Linked DNA regions of Mus musculus: regions 2, 3 and 4 are each linked to region 1. A link is a contact called in public Hi-C and HiCAR-type data. All regions are on one chromosome and are shown on one strand. Each heading gives the region's core, a stretch centred on a gene start, on an enhancer-like site or on the middle of the called end of the contact. The rest is flanking DNA. Distances are from core to core; before and after follow the strand shown. Region 1 overlaps Gm35330 (a long non-coding RNA gene). Region 2 has its middle 42 kb from the start of Gm40661. Region 3 has its middle 27 kb from the start of Gm46401. Region 4 has its middle 23 kb from the start of Gm40661.

What was found. Hi-C and Micro-C count contacts between places; a contact is called where the count stands out from the background. HiCAR-type assays count read pairs that join an accessible place to other places.
Region 2: a contact with region 1 is called in a Hi-C map of bone marrow-derived macrophages, with 38 read pairs. The contact joins two enhancer-like sites. A contact is called at or near these places in 1 of 15 datasets of contacts at CTCF or cohesin (CD8 T cells), 5 of 484 Hi-C or Micro-C datasets (bone marrow-derived macrophages, erythroblasts, granulocyte-monocyte progenitors and 1 more) and 7 of 115 datasets of contacts at active chromatin or transcription factors (the 230-238 cell line, CD8 T cells, bone marrow-derived dendritic cells and 2 more).
Region 3: a HiCAR-type map of Th17 cells shows a contact between it and region 1, with 2.7 times the contacts expected there. The contact joins two enhancer-like sites. A contact is called at or near these places in 2 of 15 datasets of contacts at CTCF or cohesin (CD8 T cells and the NIH/3T3 cell line), 5 of 484 Hi-C or Micro-C datasets (bone marrow-derived macrophages, embryonic stem cells, myeloid progenitors and 1 more) and 5 of 115 datasets of contacts at active chromatin or transcription factors (CD8 T cells, Th17 cells, bone marrow-derived macrophages and 2 more).
Region 4: a Hi-C map of uterus shows a contact between it and region 1, with 2.5 times the contacts expected there. The contact joins two enhancer-like sites. A contact is called at or near these places in 4 of 484 Hi-C or Micro-C datasets (3T3-L1-derived adipocytes, the 63-12 cell line and uterus) and 3 of 115 datasets of contacts at active chromatin or transcription factors (CD8 T cells, bone marrow-derived macrophages and large pre-B cells).

The regions. Positions count from the first base shown.
Region 1 is chr13:5,712,532-5,716,101 of GRCm38.p6, forward strand. All of the region lies in intron 1 of Gm35330 (a long non-coding RNA gene), which reads right to left. Among named protein-coding and RNA genes, the nearest start is that of Gm35330, 10 kb to the right of the region's middle. Within about 2 kb of position 1,825, at least 178 of the 459 cell types and tissues checked have an H3K27ac peak or open chromatin away from gene starts, as enhancers often do. A contact at or near this core is called in CD8 T cells, Th17 cells, bone marrow-derived dendritic cells and 3 more, where this site is marked.
Region 2 is chr13:5,509,983-5,513,552 of GRCm38.p6, forward strand. No RefSeq gene overlaps it. Among named protein-coding and RNA genes, the nearest start is that of Gm40661, 42 kb to the right of the region's middle. Within about 2 kb of position 2,014, at least 44 of the 459 cell types and tissues checked have an H3K27ac peak or open chromatin away from gene starts, as enhancers often do. A contact at or near this core is called in CD8 T cells, bone marrow-derived dendritic cells, bone marrow-derived macrophages and 1 more, where this site is marked.
Region 3 is chr13:5,887,072-5,890,641 of GRCm38.p6, forward strand. No RefSeq gene overlaps it. Among named protein-coding and RNA genes, the nearest start is that of Gm46401, 27 kb to the right of the region's middle. Within about 2 kb of position 1,865, at least 111 of the 459 cell types and tissues checked have an H3K27ac peak or open chromatin away from gene starts, as enhancers often do. A contact at or near this core is called in CD8 T cells, Th17 cells and bone marrow-derived macrophages, where this site is marked.
Region 4 is chr13:5,574,974-5,578,543 of GRCm38.p6, forward strand. No RefSeq gene overlaps it. Among named protein-coding and RNA genes, the nearest start is that of Gm40661, 23 kb to the left of the region's middle. Within about 2 kb of position 1,943, at least 14 of the 459 cell types and tissues checked have an H3K27ac peak or open chromatin away from gene starts, as enhancers often do. A contact at or near this core is called in uterus, where this site is marked.

The DNA.
Region 1 (3,570 bases), core at 575-3,074:
ACAAACACATACACACATACCACACACACACACACACACACACACACACACACATACACATACACACACACACACACACACACACACACACACACACACACACACTAAATAGAATCCTAACAAAGTAGGAGGTGCCTCATAGTATTGCAACTGAATATGGCACCTTTGGTTGATATCCCTGGGAGGCCTGCCCTCTTCGGAAGGGAAATGGAGAAGTAGATCTGGAGAAGGGAAAGGAGGGAAGACTGGGTGGAAGGGGGAAATAAATGAGATATATGAGAGAATAGTACTACTAGTAGCAGTAATAGTAATAATAAAAATAATAAAGAACATATTTTTCTTTGCGTTTTATAAACAACATACAGAATACATCATACTCAAAAAATGTAGGCATGGATGGGTATCTCTGAATTTATTTTAAAAGGGCCTATTGATTCTTTCTTAAGCACTCTGGCCAGTCCTTATCAACATAACACAGCATCTCAAGGCTAAGGCTCTTATCTCTACTCCTGGTTAGAGTTTACATTCAAAACCAAACCCAACCAACCAACCAACCAAACAAACAAACAACAACAAACCACTGGGCAACATAAAAGCTGGTACTTTGAATTTATCACTGGGCTTCTCTGAATCAGTGGCAAAGGAAACCAATAAAATGCCTAAGTGGGGTTAATGGGATCTTAGCAGACAAACCCATCATTTGTGTATTCTCCATGCTACAGTGGGTTGGAGAGAGCACTTCATAGTTGGCTGACTCCCCACTTCTGTTCCTGTTAGAATTTTGGTCTTAGAGTAAACTTACACCCATTCCTTAGTGCCCTGGTTCAGGTTGTCTTGGCCTTTTTATTACGGGTCGTGTTTACCAAAGGTTTACAACTTGGCTGTAAACACCAGTTGGCACCAAAACCGGAAAGTTGGCATGAGGAGGTTTGGCATAAACATTGCCCGGAAGCACTTTTTTCTCTCTCTCTAAATCTGAGAAAAACAGGCTAGGGTCATTTTCAAGTTATTTATGTTATTCATGCATAAATAAAAGCGAAGCCTGACAGCATCAAACAGTTGTTGGCTTTTGCAGGCCTCAAAAATAGATTTTATCCAAGAAAAGTAACATTTGGTAAACAAATACTCAGTGACAGGCTGTTAAAAAAAATAAAGGGAGGGGGAAAAGGTGTCATGGGATGGATTAAATAGTAAGAGAAGAGAGAAGGTTTCAAGAACCATTTTTTATGTCAGAGAACAGAGTCAAGAAAGTTATTGTTAAACGGAGAAATTTCTACAGACTCAAAATTATAAATAAGCACAATGTAAGCTTTCAAGTAGATTTTATTAAGATCCAGAGGGCACATCATCCAAGCATACAAAGTAAACAATATAGAATGATCTCAGGGGATAGAAATAAATGATTTTTAAGTATGCATTCTAAAAGCAATGGAATGTTTAAAGCATTTTAAAACTCAAGGAGAGAGGGAGAGGAGTGAGTAATGAATTAACACATGCTGATGTTAAAAGTCTTTTAAAAGAGTTAGTTGTCAGTGTTCAAAGTCTCCTCTTGTCTTCCTTTTATTAAATTGTTTAGAAATGCAATTTGTAAACTATAAACTTCGGCAGCTTGTAGCTGTATGCTAAAGAGAGAAAGTGATGGTGTCAACTGTTCCCTAAAGATCGTCTTTCTGGCAAACTTAAAAGTCAGCCTTGACGTCAAGTGACCCTGGACAAGAGTCTGCATTGAGTTCTGCGAAGTGTGGGCAGAAAGGACTTTCACTCTGGAAACCCTACCAGGGAGGAAGGACTGAAGAAACCGTTTAGGGAAAAAGAAAAGCAAGCCAAGTCAAACAGAAAGTAAAAATAAGTCAGTGGGGAAAGAATGTCAACTGCAGAAGAACGTAGCCTGTCTGCTGCAGCTCGCGTTCTGGAACACGTGTTCTTTCGGCAAGGAAGCGTTTTCCTCAGCTTGTTTTGGTTGCTCTTCGCAAGTGAGGTTGGAGCTATTGTTACGGCTCAAGTCAGGGACAGTTACATCTGGTGGCCAAAGCTGTATACTACCCATTACAGAAGGTAACTTTAGACACACTGGGCAGAGAAACAGAATAGTGCCATTCCATAATAGAATTAACCCTATGAACAGCCCGTAGACATAAGCCAAGACATCCGATCCGTATATTTCAATGCCAATTCAAGATGAAAAACGTTTCCGGGACTCATTTCAAATGTTTGCCTCCCTGGAACTACCTAGGTCAACTTCATCTACAACTACATCTAGAATATGATAAATGTTCCTGATGTGTGCTGCTTCAGATAGAGTCTATAAATCAGTTTACTTACCCTACTATCAAAGCTGTTGCCAGGACAATGTTGTGGCTCTGAGGAGACCAAATCACATGACCTGAAGATAAGTGTTTACATCACAGAGCCACAGAGTGCCATGGCAGACACTGAAAAGCACAAATATACACACAGGATAATCCCTTGGAGACTGTTATTGTCTGTGAAGGAAAAGCCCTAGAGAATGTGGTCTGGACACCAGAGACCAGAGAATAAACATGCTCATCAGATAACATGCTTCTTGGAAAGGGACCTAGGCAGCCTTCAGTATTCTCAGAATTGGCAATTAGTTCTTATTATATTTGAAAGACACATATTTCACCTCAACTGATTAGTCATGTGGCTTCTTCGAGGACCTGAAATGGATTTTTTTGAATTCTCAATTCCTGATATTGAGAATTCCTATGCCTGATATTTACCAGAGCTTCAGCAAGCATCTGTCGAATTAACAGTCAGCATGAGATGCTATGATAAGACATCCGTTGTCACACACTGATGCTTTGTTATTTTAACTGTCTATGCACTAAGACAGGGGTCCTAGATTTGGCTTTGTTTAAAGCTTTTGTTGGTTTATTTGGTGATTTGTTTTTTATTATTTTAAAGGAGTCTTACATGGCCCTTTGAACTTGGTAGTCTAGGATCACTTGAACTTCTTATTCATCCAACTTCTAGAATCAGCACTGTGAAATGCTTGGCTTTCTAGTCCTAGGGTTTGAACTCAGGACTTTATGCGTGCTAGGCAAGTACTCTGCCAACTGAGATATGTTCACTGCCTCTTGGCCTTCATTTTTGGTGGACTTTGAAGAAGTGGTTAGAGGCTAAAAGAAAACTTACACCAATCATAAATAAATAAGTTGTTTTTAAATGCTCTTTTGTTGTATCATTTCCACACAGATCAATATGAACAGGTAAATATGAATGTACACCAATAGATAATAAGTAGAAAACTGACAAATGATAGACCAATTGATCAACATATGTTGATAGATGTGATTATAGATCTATTGATTAATCAATAGATAAGAGTTGACATTAATACATAATAAAATGATTAGTAAATAGATGAGAAACAATAGATGATCAAATAGATAAATAGATGTGTAATAGAAAGAGAGAGAGATGGTAAATAGGTGACACATAGAGAGTAAAGAGACGGCAGATAATGGATGTTTGATAGACAGGTAGATGATAGATAATAGGCAGATAGATAATAGACAGACAGACAGACAATCAGACAGACAAATGCAT
Region 2 (3,570 bases), core at 764-3,263, 200 kb before region 1:
ACATAGTATGGCCACAATGCAAATTGCCTACTTTGTATGTTCAGAACCAAGATGGTAGTGGAGAGACAGAGTACTATCGAGACCTCCTAGAAAGACCTGAGATTGCTTATATCATTTTTTTTAAATTAAATTTTGGTTGTCAATAATAAGAAACCATTTGCTGTTGCCAAAATTTTGCAAGATCCACACTTAGGTACATGAACACCCCATGGGCTTGATACCTACAGTTTTATAAACTGTGATCTAGACATCCATCATTCACCTTCTCTTCTCTACACAAATCTTCATCATCTTTTTGGTCCCTATTCACATCCCTAGCCAGTGTACTGTGCTACAATGAGGAAATTGGAGGAAGCTCACAAGAACTTCCACACATCATTGCCTCTCCTCCACTGTCTCAAGCTGTGCACTATTGGTTCTTCTCTGTCTTTGTTAATCAGTTCCCTCTGTAGCTAGGTTAGATCAGTTCGTCTGTTAATTTGGAGTCCTCACTTCATCTCAAATGTCCAAATGTTCCAGGAAGTTTGCATTTTCTCTTATCTCATTATACTTTATCTCTTTTACTACTAAAAATTAAACATACTCTTTATACCACTGTGATCAAGTATGGACCTACTTTACACACCAGCTATCACCTTAGCCTTCATTTTTGCAATCGCTTGTAGCCTATACCTTTGTCTTGTTCCTCTGTGTATTCTCTCTTCAGTCTTCTCCTATGACATTTTCCTATCATCAAATTTTTCCACCCAACGTCGAAGAAGAAGGAGGAGGAGGAGGAGGAGGGGGGGCGAGGGGGAAAGGGGAAGGGGAAGAAAGAAGAAGAAGAAGAAAGAAGAAGAAAGAAGAAAGAAGAAAGAAGAAAGAAGAAGAAAGAAGAAGAAAGAAGAAGAAAGAAGAAGAAGAAGAGGAAGAAGAAGAAGAAGAAGAAGAAGAAGAAGAAGAAGAAGAAGAAGAAGAAGAAGAAGAAGAAGAAGAAGAAGAAGAAGAAAATGCACGTTTCTAGTATACCAAGGATCACCCAGAACTCTGTCTTTATTTAAGAGTTGCTTCTTTCATTGTAAAGCATTGTTCTGAACTCCACAAGTCCCCCTATGTGGTGGATTCTACCCTGAGCTTACTGATGCTGTCTCCCTAGACATTGTTTGTTCTTGCTTTGCTTGAAACCTGGTAATTCAAACTATGGCCTTCTCCATCTGATATTTCCAATCTTCACTCAGTTTCCTCCTATTCTTTGGAAATGAAAGGATCCTACAAGAGCTGGTATCATAGTGTGCTTTGTGAACCTTACCAGCACATTCTTTCCCAGGCCAGGAGGTGAAGGAATGAATTAGAAAATGTGATAAGTATTTGTACAAAAGAAATCATGTTAAGACTGAAAAAGAGTCTAGAACTTAAAGCAATGATAATAGTTTTCTTTTCTTGTTCTCTTTTTCTGTTTTCTTTCACTTACAAAGTAACCTATATTCTTAAAGATTATACAAGATTATCTTGTGTCATAATGAAATTGGAACAAAGAAATCTCAACATGACTGTGTGTGTGTGTGTGTGTTATCCCCAATTAAATGCAAGTCATTTCACCTTGCTAAATACAGTCCTTTTTTTTTTTCTAACCTCTTTTTTAAAGGTACCCATAGAGCTTAGCCTTGATATTATTCCATTTCTGAAAGTGAAATCTTTCAGACTGACCTTGGTTGCTTGCTTTTCAGTTTGTTTCATTCTTAGAATTAGTTTGGATGCCTCTACCTCTGAAAGTAAAAACACACCCTGAGATCTCTTCTCTTCTCTTCTCTTCCTTCCTTCCTTCCTTCCTTCCTTCCTTCCTTCCTTCCTCTCATTTCTTTTTCCTTTCTTTTTTATTCTCCCCTCCTTCTCCTCCTCCCCCTTGTCCTCCTTTCCCTCCTCCCCCTCCTTCTACTTTTTCTTCTTCTTCTTTTTGAGGAACAAAGACATGTAGCAATGAGATCTGAAATCTGCTGGTGGGTGCAAAATATACACCAGGAGAGGAAGTTATGGTTTAGGTTGCTTTAATGGAAAGGAAATGACTCAAATCCACATGGCTATGTAATAGACTTACTAAATACAGCTTTTCTTTAGTGTAAAACCTAATGTTTATATAGTAATAGGAAACTTTATTTTACCAAATTGTAATTTTCTTACTGTTCTCTCCTATCTTTCAGTCAATTACTACATCTTTCATTGAGTACATGTTATGTCATTTTTAGCACATAAAATCTGAGCTGATTTCACAGAAGAAGTTGACTTGAGAAATGTGGCCCAATCAAAAGGATCTGGCTTTCATTTGAATTGTTAGCCAAAACACTAGTTCGCTTGGGAAAATGTATTCTTTGTCCTTTACGGAAAAGGATATGCATATTTACAAAGATGTTATGTACAGTTATTGTCATAGGTGAAATTCATATAATTATGTCCATCTCCCAGGTGTTACTGTTTCCTAGGAAATATCAGATATACAGAAACAGCATAAGCAAATACTGAAAATCTTACCTAAGTTCACTTATCAGAAGCCATGAAATAAAAGAATCCATCCACCTGTTTATTTAAAAACTACTTAAAATTTGTATTGATTTGCATTAAATATCTCTTAAATACTTTTGATATTTATTATAAGATTTATAGTAGGTCAGATTAAGGAAATAACATATGTATCAAAAGATGGCCTAGTCAGCCATCACTGGAAAGAGATGCCCATTGGATAGGCAAACTTTATATGCCCCAGTACAGGGGAACGCCAGGGCCAAAAAATGGGAATGGGTGGGTAGGGGAGTTGGGGGGGGAGGGTGTGGGGGACTTTTGGGATAGCATTGGAAATGTAATTGAGGAAAACACGTAATAAAAAAAAGGAAATAACAGACCACTTTTGCATTTAGCAATTTTGCTTCTCTGTAAAGTTACAATGACAATTAGTGTAAACCCCAGCAAGATGTTATAGAACAAGCTTGAATACAGAAGTGAAGTGTGTGGATTTTAGAGATATTTACATAACTAAATGGTTTACAATGCTTAATCATATGAAATTTCTACTCAAGGCCCTTAAAATTGTAAGAACAAAAAGATGACTTAAAACACTGGCATTAATGAAGAATTCAGGCTTTCTAGAAATTTTACTCAGTTTACATAAAAAAGAAAATGTTCAATTTTCCTTCTGATTGACCCTCATGTAACTGACCAGGCTTTCAGAAAAGTTACTGAAACTGGAAACTAGTGAGACAAGGGTTTGGAGAGAGTGTTTTTCATGCCCACCTGATGAAATTGAGTCTTTAAAACTGACACTTGTCATGACTTTGCAAGACACACTCAAGTCATGAAGGACCTAAGGCTGCAGTGCAGATAATCTGATCCCCTAGAAAATTTTTATTTTCTTCATATTGCAACTATTCATAGGGCACCTTCAAAATGAATATTTGTAACATAGGGAGAGAATACTATTAAAATAATATTAGCAAAATGAAAGAAAAAGGAACAATCTTATAACTACATAAAGTGTATGACTGAGATAATATTTCATTTCGATATTGTGTTTTTCTATTGGATGAATGACATAGGTCCTAC
Region 3 (3,570 bases), core at 615-3,114, 170 kb after region 1:
GCCTCAGTACTTCCAATGCTCATTATTTCTGTTCTGGGAAAATCAGTGAAGCTCCAGCAATGACAGCCTGACAGGATTCCCTGGGCTTGAGCTTCTGTTCTGAGGTATGTGTACGAGACACCACACCTTTCTTCCTCAAAAAGGAAGAACCCTGCTGACAAGGATGATCGATATGCAAGGAGTGTCCTTCTAAATATATATTGTTGGGTAATGTCTTATCTCGTAGGAGGCAGAATGGATAGACAAAGTGATTTGGGGATGGAGACCTGTGTTCTAATTGATACGTCACCAGCCACTCTTGGCCTATTTGTATTCTTAATGAAATATATAAGAATAGAAAAATTCTTTCACCCCAAAATATTATTGAGATTATATGATATATGTACTCAGCAAATATTAATTCTCTCTCCTTTATTGTTTACAGAATATAATTGTTCTAGAGGAAATCAAAGAATTATTCAGGGAAAAAGAATGCTCTGGGTGGTAGTAACTAGACAGAGTGAAACATTACTAGAAAGTGTCGCTCACTGTCCTCCTGCTGCAGGGTCTGTTTAGTGTGTTGGAATCTTGAGCCCCGTGAGTGACAAGCATGGAAGTGACAACTCTTTCACATCGGTTCTGCAGATGAGCATCAGGGAGATTAATTTATTCCTGGAATAATTTGTTTGAGAGGTGGTTTGATCCTGGTGTTCGCTGCTCTTGCCAATGTGATTTTTATCTCGTACTTAATTCAACTATGGAGCTGTTACGGTTTTTATTTCCCAGAGAGTTTGGGACTTGCTCAAACATTCTCAGGCCTCAATCCAGCCTATTGCTCTGCCTGTTTCTGCTAAGACAAGTACAAGCTTGCCTTCCAATGACCTCCAATCAAAACCAATCAAATCTGCAAAGTTAATTGTAGTATTGCCTAAGCACTCAGAAGCCCAATAAATAATGAATGCTTATTAAACCATATTGACATGATAAATATTTTTACACGGTGTGTTTATTCAAGAGGTCTTGAAGAAAAAAAAAAAAACAGTCTCTTAGAGAACGACATTGTTTTTCTACCACCTGAGTGGAGCGAAAGCTGTGATTAAGGATCTATAAGTTTTATTTGCAGACTTTCAGTTCTGCCCTAACTTGGTTGAAACCATGGGTTCCGTCTTTCATTTCCTGAAACAAGTTTATTGCTGAGTCCAGCCTCTGGGCATTTGTATACAGCCCTGATGACCAACCGCTGCTCTAAGACCATCAAGGTCCCCCCAGTGTCTTCCATCAGGGGCATTTGGGGGGCAACCATGTCTTGATGGAGGTCTTCAGTTCGTTAGGGAGCTCTTGTGGAGGGAGGAGGGAGGGCTGTGTTAGTGGTGTGTGCAGTCTCTCCCACACCCTCACGCATAACCAGAGGTCTGAGAGCAAATGAGGAAGGAGTAAATGCAAGAGGTTGTCATTTCAGTTGTACATGGATCTGTGGCTGAACCACGAACTGACCAAGAAAGGCTCAGGAGAAGTGGAAAGTCATCAGATGTTTCCAGTTCAGATGAAACGCTGGAGGCAAAGGAAACTAAAAGAAATAGGGAGAGAGGGGCGGGGGAGATGGAAAGAAGAAAGGAAGAAGAAGGAAGGAGGGAAAGAGGAAGAAACTGAAGAAGAAGGAAAGAAGGAAGGAGGGAGGGAGGAAGGGAGGAAGAGGGAATGAGGAAGGAAGGATGAAGGGAGGAAGTGGGGAGGAAGAAAGGAAAAAAGGAAAGGCAGAAGGAAACGAAATGGGGAGTATGCATCTCTGCTCCTTTGAAAGAAGAGATTGCCCTTCACTGGCCTCAGGTTGTCTAACTCATAGGGCCAAATAAGTGGTTTGAAAAAGCAATACTGGCTTGAGCCCCAAACTGTGTTTGGGGAAGTGTGATGTTCACTCAGAATGAAGATGTTGAAGGAGACCAACTTCTCTTTCTCCTCTGCAGTTTGTGTCATCAGTTTCCAAGGATCTTTACCAGAACCACAGATCATTTGATCATATCCAACTAGACATTCAGAACTGTCTGGATCATATTTAGAAATCAAAAATGTAAAAAATCTTTTTAAAAAATTTGCTCAATTGAGCAAACGTGGAGAGTAACCAAGAATGCAGTGTCTCTGATCAAATAGCCTTTGATGCTGTAACCTGAAACTGGTCTGTTGCTGCATCTTGAGGTCTAGGTCTCCTCCCAAGAAAAGTGCCTGCTAGAAAACGGGAAGAGGCAGGAAGTGCTCCTGCACTCATTCTTGTATGTCTTCAGATGCGTGGAACGTGATATATACAAACTCCTTAGCTCCAGAAACACTGGAGAGCTTGGGGCAACGTGAAGGCAGGGAGAACTTTCTATATATTTCTAAATCAGACCTGAACCTAAACTTCCTGTCACTAGGAGCCAGCTCAAGTACCATGACCATAATTCAACATTTCATTTTCGAATGCTTTCCTTAGTCAGTGGACTTTCACTACTCTCCCTTTATCCTCTAGTATCTCTTAGTCCTACATTTCCCTGTCAAGAGTCTCTCCTATATTCTTCTATATGCAGGCTCTAAAGCCTACAGATTCAAATAGCCTTTAGTCCACTTGGCCACTCTTTTGAAACTATCCATTTAGCTCTGTCATGGGAGGGTTATGAGAGAAAACTTTGGCATAGCGTTTACTCTTGTGCAACTAATATGCAGACGTTGTTTTGTGCTGGACTCAGTAGGTAGAGTGCTGACATAGCAGACCACAGGCTCGGGATTGAATCTCTAGTACCACCTTAAACCAAGGTCATGTTCACCAGCCTGTAGACCCAGGACTCCAAGGAAGAAAGCAAGAAAATTAAAGAGTTCCAGGTCACCACAATCCTCAGCCCCACGTCACCCAGTTCGTGGGCAACCTGAGCTATCAGAGATCTTCTCTCTAAACAACAATGACTTTGCTAAATAAGCTATTTTCTATGCTCCCTCTCCCCCTCTGTTTTCTTTTCTTCCCTACATCTCTTCAATGTTTGCATCTTTCCATCTCACTTACTTCCCTTATATATTAGAAACTTCAGATTGCTCGAATATGACACCCTATTTTGAACTGCCATCTGAGGAAGGATGGCACACACAGGCTGCTATGAGAGGTCTGTTGAGTCATTTTGTTCTCTGTGGTTCTGAGAAGTCTAAGCATGGTGGGAGGGCTGTTAGCACTCTCCTTCTTAGAATCACCCTTTTCTACTAATGATGACAAACGACACTTTCATGAACAGTGCTGGAGTAGGCCCTTTATTTCAAAAGCTAATTTGCTGTTGCCATGGTGAAGACACACACACACACATACAACAACAACAACAACAACAACAACAACAACAAAAAACAAACCAAACAACGAAACAAAGCAAACTAAAAAAGAAGATTGGTAGGGACAGACAAAAACAAAAAACAAAACAAAATGGTTCGTTTTGTTTTGTTTTTGATGCTGCTTAGCAATCTTGAGCAGTCATTATTGATACTTTGTGGGTCTGGGAGAAAGCTCATTTTGTAAAGTGCTTGCCTCATGAGTGTGAAGACAAGGTTTGATTTCTAGAACTTACATAAAAAGCAAAT
Region 4 (3,570 bases), core at 693-3,192, 140 kb before region 1:
AATGCTACTAGCTGGAATTAAGAGATCATTCTATCATTTATCTCCCTATCTCCCTATCTACCTATCTGTCGATCTGTCTGTCTAGTCTGTCTATTCCCCCCTCTGTGTGTGTGTGTGTGTGTGTGTGTGTGTGTGTGTGCCTATGCAGCCAAAAATCAGCATCATGCCTCTTCTTGACTGATACCCCACCTTAATTTTTGAGGCAAACTCTTATTGAACAGTGTTTCATTGATTTGGCTAGGTTGTCAATCAATGATATTCAAGAATCCACCCATCTGTGAATCCCAGTGTGCGTTTTCACACGTATGTTTATCATGTCTTGTATTTTCCATCGATGCTGTGAATCTAAACTCAGGCCTCATGCATGTGCATCAGGTCATTTCCCCAGCTTTTGAAACACATTCAGAAGGTTGAATACAAATATCCCTTTTCTTGCTTGTCATTTCTTTACCAAACTACAGTTATTCTGTTCTTTGTAAGCAAGATATGGGGGAAATCAGAAGGTTTGCTACTGGGCGGCTGCTCAGGAATAGCCTCTAGTTCAGGCAAACCAGTACAATAAATAAATACTAGGCATAGCAAGTGAGATGTGGGCTTCCTTTCTGGGCATAGTCCATGTCTAGCTGACTTGATTCTGTATATTTCTTGTTGATCTAAGCTACTTTTCTAAGATGGTCTTATTCTGAGGCTATGGAACTCATAGCTACCAGCAGAGTCTCCAGAGGAGATATGAAAACTGTCAGGAGGGGGGAAGAAAAGAAAAGAAAACCTGAATCAGTTGGCTCAGAGTGTTTTGAGGGCCTCTGATTTGAAGATATTAAGGTTTCTAGGGTCTGTTCACTGAGGATTCATGTTAAACTGTGAGACAAATTCTGAGACAAGTTAGAGAAAGTAACTACTCTGTTGGGGAGAGGGCTTAATGCCTGTGAAGCACTTGTCTCCCAGGCATGAAGAACTGAGCTTGATGTAGTGTGTCCCTATAACCCTGGTATGGGGCAGGCTGTGGCATGAAGATAAGCAAATCCAAGGAACAGCTGGCTAGCCAGTCTAGTTCAAACACCAAGCTTCACAATCTTTGGTGGGGATGGTGGTGGTGGTGATGATGATGATGATGATGATGATGAGGAGGAGGAGGAGGAGGATATAACAATGTAAGAAGCAACTGAAGAAGATGCTATAATCTGGCCCCAGAAGCACCCTCATGGGTGGGCATATACCAAGTTTGTATACATGCCATGCAAATGTATACATACACATACACTAAGAAGATAAATCAATATAATATAGTATAATAAATATGATAATATAATAAAAATCACTAATGCAGCCTTTAAAAGGATTTTACTGAGGGAAAATAGGAGCATGAATTCAATTCCACTTTGTTCTTTCATAGTACATTTTGCTATATTAGAGTGAAAATGACATCAACTGTTTTGCTCTATGTGAAAATTTCGGTTTCCCTGCTTTGTTTTACAGCATCTTTATTCCTACAGATATGATTTCCTCTGATACCTTGCTGGTATTTTCAGAGCTCAAACATTACACGTAGGTTCTGGTGCCAGATAGTATAGAAAGTTTTGCAAAAGTATGAAAGGGAAAGAGCGATGGGTTTATTTTAAGGTCATAAAATTTTTATTAGTTTTTTTTCTCCCTCCTCTGCACTGGTTGCTCTTGCTTTAAAAGTCTTCTGGCATTTAACTGGCAATAAAAGAGGCAAAACAAACCGTTCCTTCCTTTAGATTGTGCAATTTTACAGCTATGTTTTAGAGTGACCAAATATGCCTCTTTAACAACATGCATGTTCAACTACCTTCTTTTTATAAAGCAGTAGGATCATTATTTGGCTAGCACGGGGTAAGTAACTGAGTGGGTTGTGTATGTGCCTCAAGTTTTTCAAAGCTACTTAGCCCCAGTCTGAAATGAAGTGACGCTGGTAATGTTGATTCTTCAGCCATGCAAAGGCAGGCAGCTAAGTCCGATGACTGAACTCCTTTTGAATCCGACCCACCTAGACAGCACAAGTAAACTCAGGGTCTGTTAGCCCACAGCTACCGTATTGACAGCCGGAACTCTCAAGACCTAGGCTGTATGGTTTTCTTTTTTTCATTTAATGTATGTGTAGAACATTTACATTCTTATTTTGAAGTTGATGACATGAGTAAATGCTTCCACATTCAATCCATTCCGCAGTGTTTGATCACATGGGCAATGCCACTGGAAAGAAATGGTAAGTTTGATATTACTACAGTGATGTTACTCTCCTGGTTAAAGTCTTTCATATGTGCCTTCACACAGAGTTACACACAACACACAAATTATCAACCGGAGAATTCAGGTCCACCATGTTACCCAGGAAGAAAAGAAAGACTGAATTTTAAAAGAACTGTCACATGTAAAGATAACATTTGAAGAATGTGGAGGCAAAGAGATTTTTCCAGTATGTTTTGCCTCCAAGGAAAGTAAAGCAATAAACTCCATTATTAAATAACTTCCTGGTCTTCACATCCTTTCATTGCTTTCATTTATTTATTTATTTGATTGTTTTATTTCTAGAAATGGTCTGAAGTGGAAAGGTTATTGTCCTGTATTTGGGATGACTGAAACAGCTTCTACCTTCTCTTCCTCATCCTTACTAACCCTTCTCCAAGAATTTCTGTCTCTTTTGCATAGCTACATATCATAATTAGACTCAAATCTCTCTCTCTCTCTCTCTCTCTCTCTCTCTCTCTCTCTCTCTCTCTCTCTCTCTCTCTCTCTCTGTGTGTGTGTGTGTGTGTGTGTGTGTGTGTGTGTGTGTATGTAAGTTTCTGTTCTCAGGATCTCAGAAACATAGTCACTTTAGTTTGAGACAGGTCTCTCACAGGCTTGGGACTTTGGAAGCAGGCTGGCCTGGCTGACCAGCAAACTCCAGAGATCTTATGCCTCTATCTCTGCAGTGCTGGGACTACAAGTTCATGTGAGCTAGTCAGGCTTTTTCACACGGGTTCTGGAGCTCAAACCCTGGTCTTCATGACTAAATAAAATTCTTTTTGTGGATTGAACTATCAATCTATGTATCCTTTCTATATTCTGTAATTTTATCTTCTCTTTATTAATCAGGAATGTTATAATAGCAACATTGTTATTTAGTTTATTTGGGAAATTCCAGAGTACTGGTGTCTCGTGAGTAATATACATTCTACTATGTTTTCCTTAATGCTGTGGTGAGTGTTTCTCGTGGGGTCATTTTGCCAATTCCAACCATAAGCAGCATAAGCAGCAACCCACTATCTTGTAGCTGGGAAGTAGAACCAGAACCGTTCTATTAAAATGTCTCCTAATACTTTGTTCAATCATTTATCCACTTGTATTTGTTTCTTTTCTATCCTTATAATAGTTTTATTTACATCTTAATTAGAAAAACTAAATGACTGGAACAGTGGTATTACACAATTTTAATCCCAGCACTGAGGAGCCAGAGGCAGGTAGGTTTCTATCAGGTTGAAGCCAGCCTGGTCTACAAAGCAAGTTTCAGAATAGCCAGTAGTCAGAACTATACAGACAAACCCTGTCTCAAAAAATAAAACAAAA